Linked DNA regions of Sus scrofa: all the other regions are linked to region 2. The links are chromatin contacts, called in public Hi-C and HiChIP or PLAC-seq maps. All regions are on one chromosome and are shown on one strand. Each heading gives the region's core, a stretch centred on a gene start, on an enhancer-like site or on the middle of the called end of the contact. The rest is flanking DNA. Distances are from core to core; before and after follow the strand shown. Region 1 holds the start of ACAD9 (acyl-CoA dehydrogenase family member 9, mitochondrial). Region 2 holds the start of RAB43 (ras-related protein Rab-43). Region 3 holds the start of HMCES (embryonic stem cell-specific 5-hydroxymethylcytosine-binding protein).

Evidence for each region. Hi-C and Micro-C count contacts between places; a contact is called where the count stands out from the background. HiChIP or PLAC-seq counts read pairs in DNA pulled down with a chosen protein or histone mark.
Region 1: a contact with region 2 is called in a Hi-C map of liver, with 4 times the contacts expected there. The contact joins the promoter of ACAD9 here to the promoter of RAB43 in region 2. A contact is called at or near these places in 1 of 5 promoter capture datasets (liver) and 3 of 47 Hi-C or Micro-C datasets (embryonic fibroblasts, liver and skeletal muscle).
Region 3: a contact with region 2 is called in an H3K27ac HiChIP or PLAC-seq map of alveolar macrophages. The contact joins the promoter of HMCES here to the promoter of RAB43 in region 2. A contact is called at or near these places in 1 of 5 promoter capture datasets (fetal skeletal muscle), 2 of 47 Hi-C or Micro-C datasets (heart right ventricle and skeletal muscle) and 1 of 2 datasets of contacts at active chromatin or transcription factors (alveolar macrophages).

What each region holds. Positions count from the first base shown.
Region 1 is chr13:71,372,429-71,376,339 of Sscrofa11.1, reverse strand. It overlaps ACAD9 (acyl-CoA dehydrogenase family member 9, mitochondrial), which reads right to left and starts at 1,414. Exons shown (of 18, transcript XM_021069406.1): 1 at 1,170-1,414. The coding sequence starts at 1,319.
Region 2 is chr13:71,594,540-71,598,703 of Sscrofa11.1, reverse strand. It overlaps RAB43 (ras-related protein Rab-43), which reads left to right and starts at 2,386. Exons shown (of 3, transcript XM_021069416.1): 1 at 2,386-2,732. The coding sequence starts at 2,535.
Region 3 is chr13:71,731,054-71,735,462 of Sscrofa11.1, reverse strand. It overlaps HMCES (embryonic stem cell-specific 5-hydroxymethylcytosine-binding protein), which reads right to left and starts at 3,152. Exons shown (of 6, transcript XM_013980659.2): 1 at 2,776-3,152. The coding sequence starts at 2,958.

The DNA.
Region 1 (3,911 bases), core at 165-2,664, 220 kb after region 2:
GGCACACATGGTGGGGGTGGGGTGGAAGTTCTGACCTGACAGCACATATTTTCTCAGAACAAAGGGAAGCAAAGCCAACAGGTGAGATGAGGATGAGGAGGTGCTGCCAGAGGTTTGGAGTAAAAGAAGCAAGAAAGATTTGTGTTCTTTCTTCACCTTGGCGGCAAAGCACAAGGTCCCAGGACCACACAGCTTCAGGTTCTGGGAAAAATGGTTTCCCTAACTTTAAAGGCCTAGTTTTGTACTTCCTACCAGGGCAAATCACTCCAGTCTGAGTGTCAGCTTCTGCATTTGTAATGCCTGACCACCTTAGAGAATGTTCTAGAGAAACCAGGGACTAACTCCCTAATACATATCAGCTACATCAAGGATGCACAGATTCCAGCCAAGCTCAAAGTGCTTTACATATCTTTTTTGTTGTTGTTTGGGGGGAACCTACAGGAGGGAGTCGAGAACAGTTTTTGCTCCTATTTTGTGTATGATCACACGGAGGCACTTCACAGTAGTAACCCCAACGCACGGGACTAGCAGGTACTGAAGCCAGCACTGACCACTTACTCTGCTGCCTCTTGCATCTGCACCGTATCGTACAGTTTAAATGCATTTCCACACATATACATCTCACTGGGGCTTTGCAACACATCTGTGAGGGCAGAACACAACGCTAGATCCATTTGAAGTTTGAAAGAACTGGGGCCTAAAGTCACAGAGCCAATGTTAAATCCAAGTCTTTCGACTGTTAAGAGCCTGGTAAGTGCTTAGTGCAAACGGCTACTAAGGGTTGGGTGGGGAAGGCGCCTGGGGACCGGTCTTCAGAGGAACCTGATAGGCGGGGTGAGGCGCGGGGACTTGGCTGTGGAAGCCGACAGAGGGGCGGCTGGGCGTGGACTGTGTGAAGGAATTAGAGAGGAAGGCCCCCAAAGTTCGGGGCCAGAACACTGCGTCGAGGGTTGCTTAGCGTCCACCTCGCCTGGGGTTTCCCAAAGCGACCTGGAGACCTTAGTTAGAACACCGGCCCCGCCTGCAGGGGAGTCGAAGAGTTAGCACACCTGCTCGCATGAGCGTTTGTCAGGCAGTTGTGGAGACTTTGACCGGGATCGACCGGCCTTCCCGAAAAGGGCAGAAAGCAAGAGGTAGAGAGCAAGGACGACCGGGAGGTTCTGCATTACCTTCTCGATTCTGCCCAGGAAGAGCTCCTTGGCGAAAGCTCGGCTGGGCTGACTGGTGCGCAGCAGTCGCCGGCTCTCGGCAAAGGCCACGAGGGCTCGGCAGGAGCGCGCCGCCGCCGCCGAGCGCAGGAAAAGCCCGCAACAGTTCATCACGCCAGAGACGGATTGCTTGCGTGCAGATGCCTCTACTGCTTTCCCAGCGCCTCACTCACGTGCTGCGAGCTCGCACCGCCCTATGACGCCATCGGCAGGCGCCTGCTCTCTCTGGCCGCTTTTGCGCCTGCGCGGCCTCGGGCTTCGGACAGAGGGTGGAGTCGCTGTCAGTTTAGCGGAGTCTTGCGGCGGCGCTGCGGGGGTGGCCTGTTACCTGAGTTATTCATCACTGCTTAGTATTTTCAAAGCCTGTCACCTGGGTTCTTCATCACTGCTTAGTATTTGCGGGTTTCAGCATTCAGCTTCACAAGGCAACGTTTGGTAACCGTTGCTTCTGTGAATTAACCCCTTGGGCAAAACAAAGGAAAAGTTATATTGCTGGGATTTAAGTTTAAGCTGGTGTGCATTAAGGAAAAGTTATATTGCTGGGATTTAAGTTTAAGCTGGTGTGCATTTTGGCCGCAATAAGCATAATCAATCAATCAGGTAATCCGATCCTGTGTCAGATCCTCTTGAGTGTTCCAACTGAAGGGCTCAAGGTAAGCCTGCAGTTGTCACCAGTGCATTTCCTGCTGAGAGAGAAGTTGGCTGATACCTTACTGTCCAGAGATCTTTGTAGAGGGGTATCCTCAAAGAATAATTTTATCTCATACACTAGATTATGCTGTCCACTATTACGATGTGTATTTGTCCCCCTTTGGGTACATTACTTATTATGGAAACATGGAGTCACTAGCTTGTTGAAAGCCACAAAGGTAAGGAGGTGTTATGGGTCGAACTATGCTCCCCCAAAAACCATTTGTTGAAGTCCTAACCCCATACCTCAGTGCACACTCAGCCTGAACTGATAGAGAATAAAGTTTGCTTGCCATTAAAGCTCAATACCTAGCAGACCACATTGTGATTTTCTAGGCAGAGACTGATATCTGTTCTCCTTTTTTGTTCTCGTATCATTTCTACCTGGCTTGCCTCCCTGAAGGCCCTGGCCTATACAGTCACATGTGATCATGGGAATGGAGTGCATGAAAAAATCCTCTCTGCATCATTCCTGGATGTTGTAAATTCAGGTTACAGGACCACGGAGACTTGGCATTAAATCAACAATTATTGATAATTGCTCTGTCTGTTCTCTTTAAAGGAAAATTACTCCTCTTAATTACTTAATAGAACTTGGCATTTACTTGAATTCATTTTTTCCCTGTTGTAATTTCCAGGAGAGATAAATAGGTAAAACTCATCTGAAGACCTAATTGTGTATTTTCCCTGCAATACACTGTACTGAATAGTTTTTTTTCCTTTACCCCCAAAGATCCAATATTCTCTTGCTGCCAGATTCTAGTATGTACACTGTAAGTACCCAGCACTGCCCTACAAATAGCTCCCATCTTAGCTGCTACCTACAAAAGGCTGACAGGAGTGGGTTTTCAGGACATCCAGCCAAAGGCGTCAGACATCTGGGATCGGATTCCAGGTTACGAGGAAAGGGCCACTTGGGATGCCATTTACTAAGAAATATTCCTTAAAATAAAGGCTGGTCCCGCCAAATGTGGATGAGTAAGTACTTCCTCAACTTGGACAAAGTCCAGGTAAGTGTATGAATCGAGCTCATAAGATAAAGCAGCCGCTGGTCGCTGGTCGCTGCCGCTGTGGATGCAAAGTCTTTTCAAAGGAATAAAAGTGTATTGTAAACATACAAACATATATTATAGCTATATTACAGCAGCTCCTTTTTTTTTTTTGCCACACCTGTGGCATGTGGAAGTTTCCGGGCCAGGATTGAACCCGTGCCACAGCAGTGACCAGAGCCACTGCAGTGACAATGCCATGGACCCTCAACCCACTGTGCCACCAGGGCACTCCAAAACCATGGAATTCTCAATAGGCTCAGGAACTGGAAAACCCAGGGCCTCTTGAGATAGGGGTAAAAGGATGTCTGAAATGGGGAATATTGGATAAAAGTTTATTGAGAAGCAGTTAATCAGGTCCCTTTTCCAAGAATGCACTGCCAGGCAACTGCCCCTCCCCTACCCCAGCCTCAATCTGAAAATTTATTCCTTGGGAAAGGTTAAAAAAGAGAAAAGAGAAAGTAGTCTTTAGACAGTGGCTCAGTTGAAGGCATGGGGTTATGCTGAAAATGGGCAAATTCAGCAATTGTATGTGAACTAAAAGTTGAGCTCTCCCCACATGCCTGCTCTGGTGCAGTTGGTTAAGAATCCGACTGTATTGGCTCTGGTTGCTGTCACTGTGGAGGAACGGGTTCAGTCCCTGGCCTGAGAACTTCCATGTGCTGCAAGTGCGGCCATTAAAAAAAAAAAAATTTGAAGTCTTTCAGCCCTTTTTACTCACTTATTTCCTACCTTTAGGGCAGAAGATTGGAAGGCTTTTCTCTGGGGAATCGGACCCCAGAGCAAATAAAGACCTAAAGATAATGTTACTGGGGACTCCCCAACCAGTTGTCTAGCCGGATCACCACTTAAAATAAGGTTCACCAGGAGTTCCCGTTGTGGCGCAGTGGTTAACAATCCAAATAGGAACCATGAGGTTGTGGGTTTGATCCCTGGCCTTGCTCAGCATTGCCATGAGCTGTGG
Region 2 (4,164 bases), core at 1,137-3,636:
TTTTTTTTTTTTAACAGCATTACTGACATATACTTTACATGCCACAAAAACCTATTGTAGGTGTACAACTTAATATCTTAATGAATCTCCTGAACCATGCAACGCTCATGACAGTCCAGTTTTAGAACAATTCCATCACCCCACAAATGCAAATAGTGGCTGGGTTTTCTGGCATAAGCTATACCTAGGCCAACCTCCCCCCTCCACCAACCCCTAGCCAGTTCCAGGCCAGACCAATGGAAAGGCCACTTCTGCTAGCCAGCTGCTTGTCCGGTGTACCCACAGCTGCCCAATCTTCTTCCTTCCTCTCCCCCTGCCTCCTGTTGGTGGGACCTCAGCCCATCCTGTCTCCTGGACCCACTTTTCCCTTCCCTCCCATCTGGTGCTGCAGGTGGCCATTTACAGTTTGAGGCACACATTGCTTTGTGGGATCCTGGGCTTTAACCTGTCCCCCTCCCCAGAGACAACCCAGCATGTGGAAGTCTCCACTAACTATCCTCCAGTCTACTTGGAGGGACTTGTGTCCTGTGGCTCCAATCTGATGTAACAAATCTGGGCTCCTAGATCTGCTTTTCCATGGCACTTGGGGGCTCCTTTCATTTGGGTGTTTCCCATGGCAGTGAAGTTCAGTAACCCTTCACCTTCTCTATCAGTCTGCCTTTGTGTCCTGGTCCATTCTCTTCCCACCTGGCTAGTAAAGCTGGTCAGGATTCTGGGGCACTACTGGTCCTGGTGGACTTGCTCTCCGTGGTCTCCTTAAGTTATGGGAAGGGTGTGGATTTTTCTCTGCTTTGGTCACTGATGTATTCCAAGGCCTTGGAAGAGTACCTGACCAGCAGCAGGCATTAATCAGATTTTAAAATTATATGGAATTGGAGGGCTGCAGCCCCTTGGTAAGGGGCTGCCTATGGAGGGCAGGACTATTCTCAGTTCCCTTCCATCTTAGTAACTGGGGAGCCTTTTGGGGAATACATCCTATTTGATCTATTTTAAGCTTCTCACAGACATCTAGGTCTCCTCTCTCTGAGGAGCCCTGGTTCACTGGTCCATCCCAGAATGGGTCTGTCCCTTCCACAGAATTCTCCCTGAACCTCCCTTCTTCCTCCGCTGAGAACAATCTTTTTTTTTTTTTTTTTTTGTCTTTTGAGGGCCACACCCGCGGCACAAGGAGATTCCCAGGCTAGGGGTCTAATCGGAGCTGTTGCTGCCAGCCACAACCACAGCCACAGCAACGCCAGGTCCAAGCCGCATCTGCAACCTACGCCACAACTCACAGCAACACTGGGTCCTTAACCCACTGAACGAGGCCAGGGATTGAACCAGCAACCTCATGGTTCCTAGTCGGATTTGTTTCTGATGAGCCAGGACAGGAACTCCTCAGGACAATCTTTGATGCTTATCAGGTGGGTCAGTTCCCCCTAGGCCTGTGTCCCCATCCTGAGATGTTTGGGCAGCTCCCTCTACCACTGTGGGCTGCCTTTTGGGCTTGGGATCCCCCACCTCCTCCTGGCCTAGCCTCCCACGAAATGGGTCTCCCACTTCCACTCTCCCAGAAACCTGGCTGGGGTGGGGGTGTCACCTTGAGCACATAGCCCTCAGGCCCCTTCCCCACAAGGATTCTGGCCCAGTTTTGTAGCCAGCTTAGTTTTTGGCCTCACCGAAGCCTTCTTTGTCTCCTTTTCCTTATTCAACATGGGAAAATGCCACCACTTATGGCATCCTCTGTTGGAGGGGATCCCTGTCGGTGCTATTGGTGTGAGCACTGGCTGTCCCTTCCCCAGAGATCCATCCTAGAAGAGGCCATTTTGCGTCCAAGGGCTAGGTTAACGTGTCTCAGAGACCTCACCTTCCCTCGAGTTCGCTCCTGAATGTAGGTCTGGGAGAGCTCAGGTAGGAGAGGCCAGGCAGGTAGGGGAGCCCAGCTATGGGCCAGGTCTCGGGAGCGGGAGGCATACAAAGTCTGTGGGCGCTAGGCGGGTGCAGGGAGTGGTGCTACTGGAGGAGTTGGGCTGTGAGCGGGATTAAGGGCGGAGCCGAGAAGTGCTAACCCGCTGAGGGCATCCCCGAGGGCTCATTGGCAATGGGGGCGGGACCGAGAGCCGGGATTGGGGAGGGGTCTTGCCGGGGTAAGGGTGAGGGGGGGTTCTGAAATGGATTCTGATTGGGTCTTGTCTGAGGGCGGAGTCTCATTGGAGGCGGTCCTGAGAGGCAGTACTGAGGCTGCAGTACGGATGGGGGCGGGGTCTGATGGCAGGCGGTCTGGGGGCGGAGTCCGGAAGGGGCGTGTCCTGGGCAGTACCCAAAGCGGCCCTGAGATCCGGATTGGCCTGTCGCTAAGTAGAGGGCTGGACCAGGCGAGTCCGGGGCGGAACCGCGGCTGCGGGGCGGGGCAGGTGGGGCGGGCCCGGGCATAGCGGGCGGTGGCGTCCCTTCTCCAGGTGTTGCGGCGCTTCCACGTCGCCAGGCGGTCCGCGGCTTGCGTGAGCCCAGGCCGCCCCAGCGTCCAGAGTGCCGGCCCTTGGGCTCCCGAGGCCATGGCGGGGCCGGGCCCTGGGGACCCGGACGAGCAGTACGATTTCCTGTTCAAGCTGGTGCTGGTGGGCGACGCGAGCGTAGGCAAGACGTGCGTAGTGCAGCGCTTCAAGACCGGCGCCTTCTCGGAGCGCCAGGGCAGCACCATCGGCGTGGACTTCACCATGAAGACGCTGGAGATCCAGGGCCAGCGGGTCAAGGTGGGAGTCCCGGCCTGGGCCGCCGTGCAGCCGGGCCCCGGGGCACTAGGGACGTCAGGACCCTGGAGGGTCCCCTCCGTGGGGCGGGGGCCGCGGCTAGTTCCCCGACTGCTCTGCAGCGGCCAGCGCCCCCGCTAGCCCCCTCCCCGTCCTCGCGTCCGAGCAGGCCTGGGCCTTGGCTTCCGTGCGCACAGCGCCCGCCTCGGGGTGCGTGGGTGCGTGCGCTGGGGGGAGTGCGGAGGGGGAGGCCCTGCCCTCCAGAGCTGCACGCCGGGGGGACTTTGCTCCAAAATAGCTTATCCAGCGCCGGCAGGCGGAGCGCCTAGGGCACCGGCACAAGGGGGGGCTCCTGGCCGTCCTGGCCCTGCCCCACCACGATCGGAGTCTCCAATTCGGCCCTCGGGTGGGGACCCTAGGCAGAAGGGGACACCCCCCCTCCACGACTAGGCGGGACCAGGAAGTAGTTGCTTGTAGGGCCGGAGGGCCAAAACTTTTTGTCAGAATTTCCGGCCTGGCCACGCCTCCCTGCAGTCTCTTTGTGGACCTGGTGGTGGAACTTTACTCGGCCTGGGCCAGCCTGGGTCCCCTCCCCCAGCTCAGCTCGTAGGAACTGAAAACTTCACTAGACACCGGAAGGTGGGGGAGAGGACCGAGCGCTGGCAATGGCTCCGCACAGAAACAGCGAGATGTAGCTGTCTCAGTATCCTAGCAATTGTTTGATAACTAACATTGGTGATTAATGAATCAGTTTCTTCACCTGGGTGCCAGCCTTCCTAGTAGAGCAAGAGACTATATTGTTCTTGCTCCGTAACTTGACTTAACTGCGCTGCTCGGAAATCCTTTCCTTTCTCTCAAGGTTTTGAGTTCCCACTTCCCCAGCCAGCGCCTAAGAGCCCTGGACAGGGACTGCACAGGGCAAGTGTCTCTCCTGTTATCTCCGTGTTTTCGAGTTGAGCCGGATGGTTGTATTGGGTCCCTTGAGCCTGCTGCTGTGGAGCTCAGCCTCCCTGGGCTGCTATAGGCCTGCTATCCGTTGCCTTTTGCCAGGATGCTTAGCTCTTTGTTTCTGCAAAATTGGGATAATTTCTGGGTGTTGCCTCCCTCCTGCCCCACCGTGGAGCAAAACTCAGCCAACACTCTTTACATGACCACAGTGCCTCTGGAGTAGATGTGACAGGAAGCAAAAACTCCCTCCCTGAAGGGTTGGTTTTTGTTTTCCGTTTTTGTTTTGTTTTGGTTTCTGTGTGTTTTTGGTCTTCTTAGGATAGAAAAAATAGAACAAGGTCTGGCAGGCAGCTTTGAGTCATTATTCAGGACCACCCTTTAGAGCAGGTGACGAGGGAAGGGCTGTGGGATGGGTGGAGTGTGTCCTCGGGTGAGTTTGTGTCCTGAGATAATGCCAGAGCCATGGGGAAGTGGCGAGTTGACGGAT
Region 3 (4,409 bases), core at 1,903-4,402, 140 kb before region 2:
GTCTTTTTGCTATTTCTTGGGCCGCTCCCATGGCATATGGAGGTTCCCAGGCTAGGGGTCCAATCGGAGCTGTAGCCACCAGCCTACGCCAGAGCCACAGCAATGCTGGATCCGAGCTGTGTCTGCAACCTACACCACAGCTCACAGCAACGCTGGACTGTCAACCCACTGAGCAAGGGCAAGGATAGAACCCGAAACCTCATGGTTCCTAGTCGGATTCGTTAACCACTGCGCCACGACGGAACTCCTTCTGTGTATTTTTGTTTAAAGTCACTTTATTTAACATATATTGTTGATTCATTAATGTTGAACTCACAACCAACAGCCACAGTAACTCATGTCCTAATGAAGTCTCTTGAACATGTGTATTTTCTTCTCAAGGCATACTGCACCTTTCCTGCACTTAGAAATTCTAGACTGCACTTCACCACTATGCTTAGAGACAATTTTAAACAGGGAAGTCACCAACAAAAAGCACAGAAATGCAAAAAACACAGCAATAAATAGATGGCAAAAAGGACATCTGTTTATAATAAAAAAAAACTGAAACAAGGAGTTCCTGCAGTGGTGAGATTGGGACCTCTTTGGAGTACTGGGTTCCATGTTCAATCCCTAGCTCGGCACAGTGAGTTAAAGGATCCAGCACTGCCGCAGCTGTGGCTTAAGTCATGACTTCAGCTTGGATCTGATCCCTGGCCCAGGAACTCCATATGTCACAGGGAGGCCAAAGATGAAAGACAAAAAAACCCAAAACCAACCAAACAACAACAACAAAAAAACCCGAAACAAGAGGGGAGGGCCAAAAAAAAAAAAAAAAAAAAATCCTACTCTCACAATTTCCGCTGATCAACTTGAGTGTGTTAACTGGACAACTGCAAACCAAACCTAAATGTCGGACTGCTTTGTAATGGGAGCAATGAATAGAAAGTGGCTTGTAAGCCAAAATGCTGAAAATGTTGCTCAACATTAGTCATCTTTTCCTCTACTCTCATGAACTTGTGGCCAGAACAGCTGGGAACACTGGGGTTAAATAAATGAAAGAGGAAGTAATTTGCAAACCGTTGGTTTCAAATGCAAATGTTACAATCTATACACAAGTACAGGCCACTATAATATGGATTCATGATCTGCTAAAATGGTTCTATTTTCGGTTTATAATTTACAGGTTTCAAAAAACGAAACCTCAAATATTTATCAAAATTAGGAAACGCTAGCAATCTTTACAAAATTTGCTAGAGATGTGGAGTCAAAACACTACATCGGCAATTTCATGCCACTAACAGAAGAGGGGCTAGGCAAGCTTAAGGGCCCCACTTTCCCCATTCCTAGTTGCAGGGAGTATCCACTGGAGTGGGGACAGTGGACTGGACCTCAGTTCTGGCTCTGTACTTCACTGATTGGGTAACCTAGGACAAGTCACAATTTCTATACTTTTGTCTTTACATCTGTTAAAAAAATGTCTTTGAGCTAACATCCATTCTGCAATTCTAAAGAGGTGGTACAAAGAGAACCAAGGCTTAAACATAATAAACCTCATACACTTAACTCTCCTCTCTCTTCAAATTATGCCTTCCTCTGAAACTTTTTTTTTTCCTTTTCCAGTCAAGGTTCCCCATGACATTTATTTTATTTTTATTTTCCTCTCATTAAAAAAGTCTTCTTAGTTTCAACAGGGAAGTATGCATCCACTGTTGGCTCAAGAATAAACTACTTCATGTAAATGGCTTCATTCAACCAAAAAAATCTGGTGGTTTATTTCAAAATAACTTGATCCTATAACATAAAATCTCTCTTTTGATGACCGTATTATCACCACAGTTCTGAAGTATATGTGACAGGGGTATAATCAACTTTACAGAGTGATCTAAGCATTATGGGCCAAATAAAAATCCAGGATGGAAAAAAATCAAACATGTTTTTTAAAAAACATATCAACATATTTAAAATATTTAAGACAAGGAGAAACTATTAATAAACGTTTTTATTACACTGCATGTGTATATGCATGTATACATACAAACACACACTCTTTTTCAGGAGGTAAGAACCAAAACATGATTATAAATTATTGACCATTCCAACGCTATGGGGATAGACACTATAAAAACAATGAATGCAACCAAACTTCAGATTACCAAACCAAACACCTCAGACTGTAGCCCCAGTAAAAGACAAACATAAAAAGATTGAAAACGCAAGCAGAAGGCATACAAACTTCACGGTTCAAGAAACATCAAAACAGGAGTTCCCGTTGTGGCTCTGTGGTTAACGAATCCGACTAGGAACCATGAGGTTGCAGCTTCGATCCCTGGCCTTGCTCAGTGGGTTAAGGATCCGGCGTTGCCGTGAGCTGTGGTGTAGGTTGCAGACGCAGCTCGCATCCCGCGCTGCTGTGGCTCTGGCGTAGGCTGGACCCCTAGCCTGGGAACCTCCATATGCCCCGGGAGCGGCCCAAGAAATGGCAAAAACACAACAACAACAACAAAAAACAAAAAGGTCTTTGAGATTCGCTAGTCTTTTTGTTTTGTTTTTTTTTTTTTTGAGATTCGCTAGTCTTAATCGCGCGATTAAGATTCTGGTTTAGCTGGACGATAAGAGGCGAGGAAATCCCTTTTTACTTTCCTTTTTTTGAAAACAGATACTGAAATGATCCTGATGACCAGTGAGGTCTGAAGGACGCTGTCTTAAAAAGTGTCTTTGGACACAGGCGCACATAAAGTCGGCGTGCAGGAGGGGGGCCGCGGAGCCAGAAGCCGGCGCGGGGGGAGCGCTCACCTTCTCCAGGTGCCGCCGCGACAGGAGCACCGGCGTGCTGGACCGCGGGCTCTTGTTGTACGAGGGGTAGTACCGGTCAGGGTCCCTCCATTCCGGGAGCTGCTGGCGGCCCTGCCGGTCCCGGTAGGCGCAGGCCCGGGTGAGGGCCTCCAAGGGCAGGTGGCAGGACGTCCGCCCGCACATGCTCTGTGCCGCCGCTCACACCGCCGCACCTCACACCGCAGGTTCCTGCACTAGGGGACGGTTCCAGCCGCTCGACGCCAGCTCTTGGCCTGGGCCTCCGCCCGCCCCTCCCCTCCCCTAGCTCCCGGGGCCTCCCGCCTCCCGCTAGTCCCGCCTCACCCCCACCTCTTCCGCCCGCCGGTCCCGCCTTAGCCGCGCCTCGGGTCCCGCCTCGGCAGTATTCAACCCGCCTCACCTCAGGCTCGGCGCCCGCGCCTCTCTCCGCGCTAAGCCCCGCCCCCAGCAGGCCGGCCCCGCGAGGCCAGCTTCACTCGGGCACTTTTTCCCCTCCTCCACCCTGACCAGAGACAGGGCTCCCCAACCTGGCTCTTCGGAAAGCGCTCGAGGAGGACCCTCTGATTGCCTTTGAGGACTCCTCGATCCCAGGGTTTTCGGGGCTCCACGTCCTCCGTGTGGGCCGTTCCCCTTCGGAGTTAACTCCCTTTCCAGAGCGAACCTGGGGATTGTGGCCTGGAAGAGTCCCCAGGACACCTAGAGGGGACCCTAGGGTCTGAAGGGCCCTTCTCTGTAGGGGTGAAGTCAGAAAACGTTTCCCTTACTTCACAGTCCTACTAACTGCTTCATAGTTTGGGCAAAAATTGAAAAACCATCAGAAAACTTGCATCAATCACACAAGTCACTCTCAAACCCCTTGAGCACCAGAGCAATTTCCAGGGCCCTCATCTCTCCCCCTACACCCAAAGCTGAGGCCTAGAGTTAAAAAAGGGGGAGGGAGGGTTAGTTCCCTTCCTGGTTCAGAATTAAGGAACCAGACTAAGATCCATGAAGATGTGGGTTAGGCCCCTGGCCTCGTTCAGTGGGTTAAGGATCCAGTGCTGCTATGAGCTATGGTGTAGGGCGAAGTTGTGGCTCGGATCCTGCGTTGCTGTGGCATAGGCTGGCAGCTGTAGCTGTGATTCGACCCCTAGCCTAGGAACTTCCATATGCCACAGGTGCGGCCCTAAAAAGAACAAAAAATAGGCTTTACAGGTGTATTTCAGCCACAAAATTGGCAAAACCATCTGGCTTGAGTTTAAAGGCTCAGCAGGGGTTGGCCGCTGAGCCTGCTCCCTTGGGACATAAACAGACTTCTGGGAGTTGCCTTGTGCAGAGGTTAAGGAGCCAGCATTGTCACTGCTGTGGTGTGGGGTTCTATCCCTGGCCTGGGAACTTTTTTTTTGTCTCTTTAAGGCTGCACCTGTGGCATAGGGAGGTTCCCAGGCTAGGAGTTGAATTGAAGCTGTAGCTACCGGCCTACGCCACAGCCACGGCAATGCAGGATCCTTAACCCACTGAGTGAGGCCGGGGATTGAACCTGCATCCTCATGAATACTAGTCGGGTTCGTTAACCACTGAGCCACAACGGGAACTCCATGGCTTAGGAACTTTTGCATGCTGCGGGAGCAGCCAAA